Regions from separate parts of the Sus scrofa genome. Here region 1 is linked to region 2. A link is a contact called in public HiChIP or PLAC-seq data. All regions are on one chromosome and are shown on one strand. The core of a region is the stretch at or near the end of the contact, and the rest is flanking DNA. Distances in the headings are between cores, read along the strand shown.

Region 1 (4,756 bases), core at 1,796-4,295, 190 kb before region 2:
GTCCTTAACTGCCAGGAGCCGTTTGTGAAGGTCTGCCTGCTGACAAAGTCCAGGAGACTAAGGACCCCAGACTGCACAGTGTGTCTGGGAAAGCGACGGTCCTGCTGCTTCTTCTCTGCCTGCTTATGCTATTGATAAAAACTGCGGGAGCTGGGGGAATTGCTGTCAAAATTTCCCAGGAAAAAGACCCCAGGGAGGGTACACGTTGGGGCCTAGTACTTACCTACAAATTCCTGCTGTCCCCTTGTTCTATGATCATCATCCATTTCTGAGTACCCCCCACACCTGTTTTTCTAAAAAAGTCCCTAATAGAATGCTTACAGACCTGGAGTACAATTTGTATGACTCATGGAAGTTTAATAATAGGCCAGGGCATACGCCATTCAATTTACAAAGAGAATCTCATTTTCCTTGCCAGGGAATGGTCGATAATTACAAATTGTTACTGGGCATTGAGACGAGGAAAGTTGGTCCGGTTTGTACCTAGCAACTGGAAACAAGTTAGGGAAATAGGGGGCTGCCTCGGAAGGCCAACCAATTGTGAACTGATATGTCAGGCCTATTGGCCCAACCCTAAGGAGTGTCAATGCTATGGTTTCTAGTTCTATAAGAATCAAAATAACCTTTATAAATATAGCTTACCTTTGCTAATGGAAAGTAGTTAAGACCTAACAAAGAGATTCTATAGTAAGGTAGTTGATAAGTTTGCACTTTTCTGCTCCATGATAACTAGGTCATAGTCATGAATACATCTGATTTTAAATAGTCAAGAGGGAAGTACAAGAAACAGGAACATTGTGTATGTCCCCCTAATACGTAAAATCATGGGGAAATATTCGACGGATTGGAAAGTTAAAAAATGTCAAAGGATGTATGATGCATGATATAAGGAAACAAAAATTGTATATAAGCTAAGCCTGTGTCCTGCATAAATGCCAGGCCTGTGTCTACTCCTTCGCCAACGCTGCCCATCCTTCGGGAAACCCTGGTGCAGCTGGAGCAGGACTCCGGCACTTAATCCACTGAGTGAGGCCACAGATGGAACCTGTATCCTCATGGATACTAGTCAGATTCATTTCTACTGAGCTAAGACGAGAACTTCCAAGAATTGACAATTTTTAGATATCCATTCTCATATTTGTTTATAATTTTTTCACTTGTTTTTTATGAAATTATCACATTTGCTTTTTATCTAAAATGGAGGGTCTGTTCAGTTTTTGCATTCTGAACTTTATATTATTATATTATTTTTATATAATTATATTATTATTTTCATCATTATGCTTTTACTTTGGTAAAGCACTTGCAAAGCCTTTGATAACATTTTTTTAAACACTGAAGATATAAGGCCACATAAATAGTAACCTCATTGTTGCAGAAACCGTGCAAGTGGAAAAAGACAAGCGATGCTTGGAGATGCGGAATAGCCAGGTTTATTCAGCACAGTGTGGGCTCAGAGGAATCTCCTCCAGAGTCTGAGCCCCAGGTCTTTGTTCTGGGTAACTTTTCTGTTTTTTTTTTTTTTTTTTTTGTCTTTTTAGGGGCAGACTCGCACATGGCGGTTCCCAGGCTAGGGGTCTAATCGGAGCTGTAGCTGCCAGCCTATGCCAGAGCAACAGCAACGCCAGATCTGAGCTGCATCTGACACCTACACCACAGCTCACGGCAATGCTGGATTCTTAACCCACTGAGCAAGGCCAAGGATCGAACCCGAAACCTCATGGTTCCTAGTCAGATTCGTTTCCTTTGCGCCACCATGGGAACTCCAGTTCTGGGTAACTTTTATACAATACAGACTTCTGGGTCTTAAGGTTTTCCTGGCCAAGCAGCCCCGGCCCTCCCCCTTCCCTGAGCAGAGTTCCTGCCTAAGAAGCTGATAAGCAATGCCTGGAGCACAATAGCAGGGCTGTTAGCAAGGACATAAGGCTTGTAGTTGCTACATGATTACAGGAAGGGTGGTATGTGGCAAGCAAGTCTGCTCACGTAGCTGCCCTTTCAGCTGGGGGTTGTTTCTCTAGTTCTTACTTCATCATAAAAAATTAAAGTGTTGTGAAAATATTTTAAACTAAAATGAGTTGCACCTGGGTAACTGAATGTTAGTGGAAACAAGCTGCCAAACACTGTTTTTAAAGTGTGTCTTATATCTTCAAAAATGAAATTATCACAAAGGATGTAGAGGCACTTAAGGTTTGAAGACAGCAGGAGTTCCCTTTGTGGCTCAGTGGTTAACGAACCCAACTAGGATGCCTGAGGATGTGGGTTTGATCCCAGGCCTCACTCAGTGGGTTAGGGATCCGGCGTTGCCATGAGCTGTGGTGTAGGTTGCAGACTTGGCTTGGATCCTGAGCTGCTGTTGCTGTGGTGAGGGCTCTGATTGGACCCCTTGCCTGGGAACTCTATATGCCACAGGTGTGGCTCTAAAAATCAAAATAAATAAATAAATAAATAAATAAAAAGATTTGAAGACAGTAGTATAAAGTTCACATTTTTCCTTTTTGAGGAAGTACCAATCAAAAGTAACAAGTAGAATGAGAAGAAGAAATTATGAGGCAAATCCCTAAATTACAAATAAGTAGAAGGCTGAGGATGAGGATATTAAGAGTACAGATTTTAGAAAGATGTTGTTAGATTTAGGGTTTGGGATTGGGTCAAGGTTAGACCCAATATACTGCTTTAAGGTTAAGGACTTGACTTAAATCTCTTGTTTGAGGCTAAATCTTTTATTTCAAAGGCAGGAATGAGATTCTCAGGTGTGTTGAAGGAGCTTCTCTAGACTCCCTAGGGTTCTAAGAAACAGAGAAAATGTAGCAACATATGTATCATGTGGACAAGTTGTATTTGCAGAAAACAGTCTGAACCTGTGAAAGTGAGGGAGAAACCTTGCATTGTAAACAATGCTGTAATGGCCTATCTCTATTGGCTGGGGAGATGTTGGGGTCAAATAAACTCATACAGAAAGTTCTGGATCTGAAGCCAAATTCCTGATGGCTTGGAAAACAGTAGAGAGCTGGAGTAGCAGGAAGCTGCCTGGATGGGCAGGAAGCCAGAAACTGCACTGTGGGCTTAAGGAAGTCTTCCTATTGTTGTGAGCACCAAGCCTTGGAATGGCATCTGTATGGACAAACTGAACCTGGAGCTAAGCCACAACCCCAAAAGGACCAAAGTGGGCTTGGTTACTGATAAAAAGAGAAACAAACCTTGTTTGGAGGAGAGCTCTCCAAGTTTGGTTCAGAGCACTCCCGCAGAGTCTGATCAGCAATGAACTCACAAACTGGATTACCAAACACACAAGAAGTCAATAACCTTGAGTAACAATTAGCAGAAACAAGAAACAAAGATTTAAATTTCCCAAGGATTTCAAATATTGGAGTTATAATTACACACATGTAACATAAAACACAGATGTGAGAAGTGGTTGGGGGTTTTTTTTTGGTTGCCCCCATGGCATGTGGAAGTTCCTGGGCCAGGAATCTAACCTAGGCCACAGCAGGGACCCAAGCTGCTACAGTGACAACACTGGATCCTTAATCCACTGTGCCACAGCAGGAACTCCTGTGAGAAGTGTTTTAAATAAAGCATACAGTTTAAAAAGTGAATATTCGGAGTTCCTGTCATGGCTCAGCAGTAAGTAATGAACCGACTAGTATCTCTGAGGACTTGGGTTCGATCCCTGGCCTCACTCAGTGGGTTAAGGATCCGGTGTTGCTGTGAGCTGTGGTGTATTTCGCAGATGCCTAGGATCCCAAGTTGCTGTGGCTGTGGCTTAGGCTGGCACACATGGCTTCAATTTGACCCCTAGCCTGGGAACTTCCATATGTCTTGGGTGCAGCCCTAAAAATAAATAAATAATAAAAAGTTGAACATTCAACTAGAAACACTCAGGAATGAACAGATATAGTTTGCAAAAAATCCAAAAGAAATCAGAAATAGAAAAACATTATTGTTGGCAGCAAAAAACCTCAGTGGAGAGATTAACTAGATTGGATAACTCAAGTGTGAATTTGTGAACCAAAAGATATACCTGAAATACTGACCCAGAATGCAGTAAAGAGAAACAACCAAAAACTATGAAAAAAAAAAACAAAAAACCCAAAAGATTAAAGGACATTGAAGATAGACAAGATCTAACAATTTGATGGCATTCCAAATAGAACAATGAGAAAGGAAGAGAGGGATATATTGAGCAAATGGCCATGAATTTGAGAGAACAGCTGAACAACATAAATCCAGATCTTAAAAGCAAAGAAGAAAAAAATCAATGAAATAGAAAAAAAAAAAATTCAAGAAAAAAACTGCAGAAATAAAAGGAGATGAGTCTGAAAATGTAAAGGACATATATTATTTTACAAAATGATCCCAAGTGGTCAATGCCAATATATGACCTTATAGAATAATTGTGTTGTGCTGCGTAAGAACAGAGACCACTCCAACTGAGAAGAAACAAATTAGGAGTCTTTAATACTGGCCAGGGCCACACACTGCTTAAAAGCGGCTTGAGTGTGAAGCCCCAAACAAAGAAACGAACTGCGTTTATTTATTTATTTATTTTTTTAGTCTTTTTGCCTTTTCTAGGGCCACTCCCGCTGCATATGGAGATTCCCAGGCTATGGGTCTAATTGGAGCTGTAGCCACTGGCTTACGCCAGAGCCACAGCAACGCAGGATCTGAGCCGCGTCTGCGACCTTCACCACAGCTCATGGCAATGCCGGATCCTTAACCCTCTGAAGAGAGCCAGGGATCAAACCTGCAACCTCAT
Region 2 (4,885 bases), core at 1,044-3,543:
GTTAGTGTAGGAACATGGGCTTTGATATAGTCCCTGATTAATGTCCATGGTTTAAGGTTTGTAAAAACAAATCTAGACAAGCAGGCCTTGCTCGTTGGAAGATTAACTATTGAAAGTACATCTGTTTTACTTCAAGATGGACATTAACCTCTGACCTATACCTTTGGCTGTTAGCAAAAGAATGTAAAGAATAGCAAGTCTAAGTCTAGGGAAAAGAACAAAAGGACCATAAAACTTACCAAGCATACCCTAACCCTAAGCCCCTATTGGACAAGGCCCGATTGATACAGGTGCTGGGCAAGGCCAACAGGGAGAAGGACTGATATCCAGGACCCACATTGGTACCCCTGTCTTTTTTCTTTCTTTTTTTTTTTTCCAGTTTCAAATCTTTATTTATGCTGCCTTTAGGGATATTCTTGGGAATCAGGAAGAAATTACTTTTTATTCATTTTTAAGTACCCAACTTTTAAGAGATAAAACGTCCTTAGAAAATTGGAGGATGGTAAATATAGAACTACCATAATGACCCAGCAATCCCACTCTGGGCAAAGCTTTCCTTGAAAAAGACATGTGCACGTGTATGTTCATTGCAGCCCTATTCACAATAGCCAAGACATGGAAACAACCTATATGTTCACTGACAGATGAACGGATTAAGATGATGTGAGATACATACATATATAATAGAATACTACTCAGCTGTAAAAAAGAACAAAATAATGCCATTTGCAACAGTGTGGATGGAACTAGAGACTCTCATACTTAGTAAAGTCAGAAAGAGAAAGACAAAAACCATTTGATATCACTTACATCTGGAATCTAGTATACAGCACAAAGGAACCTTTCCACAGAAAAGAAACTCATGACTTGGAGAACAGACTTATGGTTGCCAAGTGGGAGGGAGTGGGATGGACTGGGAATCTGGTGTTAATAGATGCAAACTATTGCATTTGGAATGGATAAACAAGGAGATCCTGCTGTATAGCCCTGGAAACTACATCTAGTCAGTTGTGATAGAGCATGATGGAGGATAACGTGAGAAAAAGAATGTATATACACACACACACACACACATATATATATATGTCTGACTGGGTGACTTTCTGTACAGTAGAAAATTGACAGAACACTTGTAAACCAACTATAATGGAAAAAAAATCATTAAAATAAATAAGTAAATTTATCAACAACAACAACAACAAAAGAAAATCAGAGGATGGTAACTCTTCCTCCCCTTCCCAGTGTCTGTGCTGGGAGCTGTCTGCCTTCCTGTAATGAAGACTTTTGTTTGCCTGTGTGTTCTCCAAGTTCATTCTTTGACTTCATGAATGAGAACCTGGATTCTAGTATCAGTAGTCTATTCTTCTTCTTTTTTTTTTTTTTTTTTGGTATTTTTGCCTTTTCTAGGGCCGCACCTGTGGCATATGGAGGTTCCAAGACTCCGGGTCTAATTGGAGCTGTAGCTGCCAGCCTACGCCAGAGCCACTGCAACTCGGGATCAGAGCCGTGTCTGCAGCCTACACCACAGCTCACAGCAACGCGCGATCCTTAACCCACTGAGCAAGGCCAGGGATTGAACCCAACCTTATGGTTCCTAGAGGATTCCTTAACCACTGAGCCACGACGGGAACTCCAGTGCTCTATTTCTTGAATGAGATCCAAGGGTACATCTTTTCCTGTTTGGACTTATAATTGACAATTTTTCCTATAATTTCCTATAATTTTTTCTATAATTAACATGGAGAGATACTTACTGCATGAGAGCTCCCTCTTCTGGCCTCCCAACTTCATTTTGGTGAGGTTTCCCTTCATTTTCACAACTTTCTCCTATCAAAATCCTCCTAGAAAAAGAGCCTATTACCTTTTTTTCAGAAGGGTCCTTTGCATTAATGGATGATCTCCCTTGTTAGAAACATACATTTTCAGCGCGGAGTTAGAATTACTGAATTGGCAGTTTTGCTGGTGATGCTCTTCAGTACCCTTTTAACAAGTCCTTCGCGAGATTCTAATGCAAGCTAAAGGCGGAGGGCCACTGCTGGAGAAGTTTTCTTCGTCAGATAACGTGAACATGTTTTGCAAGCTCGGGAGATGACTGGTGAGCCGGGATGGCCCGGACTCTACTTCATCTGAGTGGCACTAGGACCACAGCGCTGCGCGGGGGACCGGGTCTCTCAGCTGCCTTTGCGCACAGGGCGGAGTCCAGCTGTTCCGGGAGCCCGGCCTCCAGCTCGACACGCCCCTGGAGGCGGACCCGAGTTGACTTAAACTCCAGGGCCGCTCCGCAGACGCGTCCTCCCAGCTCGCTCTGGCTGGTTTATGCGCCCATCGGTAAGTGAGAGACCTGGTTCCCGGCCGCCACTCGTTCCTATTCTCTGGTCCTCGGCCGGGCGCGGGGCTCCGGGGGCCGAAGTGCCCAGGGGCGGGGGCTGGGCGCGCGGCGGGGAGCGCTTTTGTTCTGCGGCGGGGACTGGGTAGCAGTCGGGGCTGGTGGTGGCGGGGGAGACTTGGGCCTCGGCCCGCGGCTCGCGCGCCCCTCTGGCCACCGCCCAGAGCTCGGCTGGCCCGCCGGCCGCGGCCCGCTGCCCTCCCGCGGCGCGGGCGGCCTCGGAGCAGTAGAGGACGCCGAGCGCGACCGGGAGGGCGGCGCCTCGCCGGGTGTTTTCTGTGGATCACCTTACTCCTCATGGTAGAGGTAGCGGGTGGCGACCGCGAGGACGCATTTTCTTAAACTCCAAGATGATTGGTCAGGCTGGTGGATGTGAGAGTAGCTGATGTTTTTAATTGTTTCCTGTCTCCGGCTTGGAAAGAAATTTTTTGTTTTGTATGTGTTTCTCGAATGATCCTTTACTCCCCGCCCCCCATTATCCTGAACCTCCTAAAACTGAATTGCTCAGGTTACGTCTCCAAGTGGCCCGCGAACGCGATTATGCCGGGGATGCTTTCTGCTCCTGAGGAAGTTAGTTCCTCGAGGCATTTTTAAATGCATAAATGCGCACGGATTTTAAATGTTCTCCAGGGACTGGAATTGCCGAAGCAGATGTCCTTAGGGACCCGAGTTCAGCAGCAGGCTTTCAGGGAATCGTTTCAGTGAAAACAATTTATTTGTAATACTCTAAGTGCCTACTTTCGAAATAAAGAAACTTGCAGGTGATGTGAATGAGCCTGCGTGCATTTTAATAGGCGGGTCGCAGGGCTTGTTTGCGGATTTTCCCTGATTCACCTGTTCATTGTAAATCAATTGAAGTTTTATTGGATGTGAACATTTATGAATTAGTTACTTTTTGTTTTTGGGTTTTTTTCCCAGTGCGGCCGGATTCTCATTTACTAATCCAATGAAGAAAAGTGTTTTAGAATAAATAATAGGATAATAATGGGCCAGGAGGAGCGCACATAAATTCTCACTTAAAAAGTGAAGGTATTTTAGGGCAGACCTGGTTTCTTTGTTACTTTACCCTTTTAGAAAAAAAATCAGTAAACTTAGTGTGCTTTTGGTACAGCTTTAAGGAACACAGTTTTGCACAGTACTGTCCCATCGCTAATAAAAATACACGGTAAAACTTTTAGCGTGTATTTTTTATTGTAAGTTTAAGTGAGTTTTATATAAATAAAGTGTAAGTTTTATATTAAACTACAGTTATATAAAATGTTTCTTGCTGTCCCTAGGACCAAAGAAGTAAACACTGTATGCAGGTACTGACATGTTTGGAAGGAAATGGGAATATACAAAATAATGAAGGAGTAACTATTTAAAGGTAAGTGTGCCATCTCTGAGAAGTTTATTCTAATGTATCTGTTATGAAACAAAATTATTAATTAAATTGGATCAGCATTGGTTAAATGTTCAATTACAGGATACAGTGAGTTTCACAAAGCTTGAGAAGTAATGTTGGCGTAGCAGGGGGGAATTGTTGATCTTTACAAGATAAGGAATGGGAGATGATGATGAGGTGGTTGGTCTAAGTTACTGAGGAAGAGGTTTGCTTAAGATTGTTTTCTATGTGGTCTGCTGCTTATTTTATTTTTTAAATTGTTTGTGGCACATTGGGTTGAGGGAAGGCAGCACAGAGCACATCTCTGGGAGAAGAGAACCATTACATAAAATACCAGTTTCCGTTGTGGGGCAGCGGAAACAATCTGACTAGGAATTAGGAGGTTGTGGATTCAATCCCTGGCCTCACTCAGTGGATTGAAGATCCAGCATTGCCTTGAGCTGTGGTGTAGGTCTCAGATGCAGGGGCTCAGATCCTGTGTTGCTCTGGTTGGTGTAGGTTGGCAGCTGCAGCTCCAATTAGACCCCTAGCCTGGGAACCTCCATATGCCCTGGGTGGGCCCTAAAGAGACCAAAAAAAAAAAAAAAAAAAAAAAAAAAAATTCCAGGTAGATATTACATAAGGCCAGAGTGATCATTTCCAGGGTTTCCATCCTATAAACTACAAGTAGTGTTAGGAAACCTTCTGTAATGATTAACACCCTGCTTCCTGCAATCAGACTGCTAAATTTCAGGTCTTGCCTCTACCACTTGCCATCTATGCAATCTTGGGGAAATTCTTTACGTTCTTCCTCAATTTTCTCATCTGTGAAATGGGGGCAGCAGTAGTGCCTACTGTTAGAACGGTGGGGAAGAAGGAGGCAGAGACTGGAGCAATGAGATCTGAAGTAGATTTATCTACCAATAGAGTGGGAAAAAGGAGCAGGGAGAACTCAGGCACCCTGCTGCTTAGGGAGAAGTGAGTTAATTAGGAAAAGGGATAGTTTCTGTTTTTAGCACAGGTTTGTGATGGAGTGAGAAACAGGGAAGTTGAACAGTTTCTCCATGAGATTATTTTTGTTCCAAGGCCATCAAACAAAAGAACTAATAACATTTTAGTTCTTTTCCAATCTACAT

What was found. HiChIP or PLAC-seq counts read pairs in DNA pulled down with a chosen protein or histone mark.
Region 1: a contact with region 2 is called in an H3K27ac HiChIP or PLAC-seq map of alveolar macrophages. The contact joins the enhancer-like site here to the promoter of KIAA1551 in region 2. A contact is called at or near these places in 2 of 5 promoter capture datasets (fetal liver and liver), 4 of 47 Hi-C or Micro-C datasets (embryonic fibroblasts, heart right ventricle, retroperitoneal adipose tissue and 1 more) and 2 of 2 datasets of contacts at active chromatin or transcription factors (alveolar macrophages and skeletal muscle).

What each region holds. Positions count from the first base shown.
Region 1 is chr5:42,485,495-42,490,250 of Sscrofa11.1, reverse strand. No RefSeq gene overlaps it. Among named protein-coding and RNA genes, the nearest start is that of AMN1, 31 kb to the left of the region's middle. Within about 2 kb of position 3,045, at least 25 of the 83 cell types and tissues checked have an H3K27ac peak or open chromatin away from gene starts, as enhancers often do. A contact at or near this core is called in alveolar macrophages, fetal liver, liver and 3 more, where this site is marked.
Region 2 is chr5:42,296,900-42,301,784 of Sscrofa11.1, reverse strand. It overlaps KIAA1551 (KIAA1551 ortholog), which reads left to right and starts at 2,293. Exons shown (of 6, transcript NM_001243821.1): 1 at 2,293-2,328; 2 at 3,664-3,752. It overlaps LOC100511509 (a long non-coding RNA gene), which reads right to left and starts at 2,156. Exons shown (of 3, transcript XR_001308761.2): 1 at 1,755-2,156.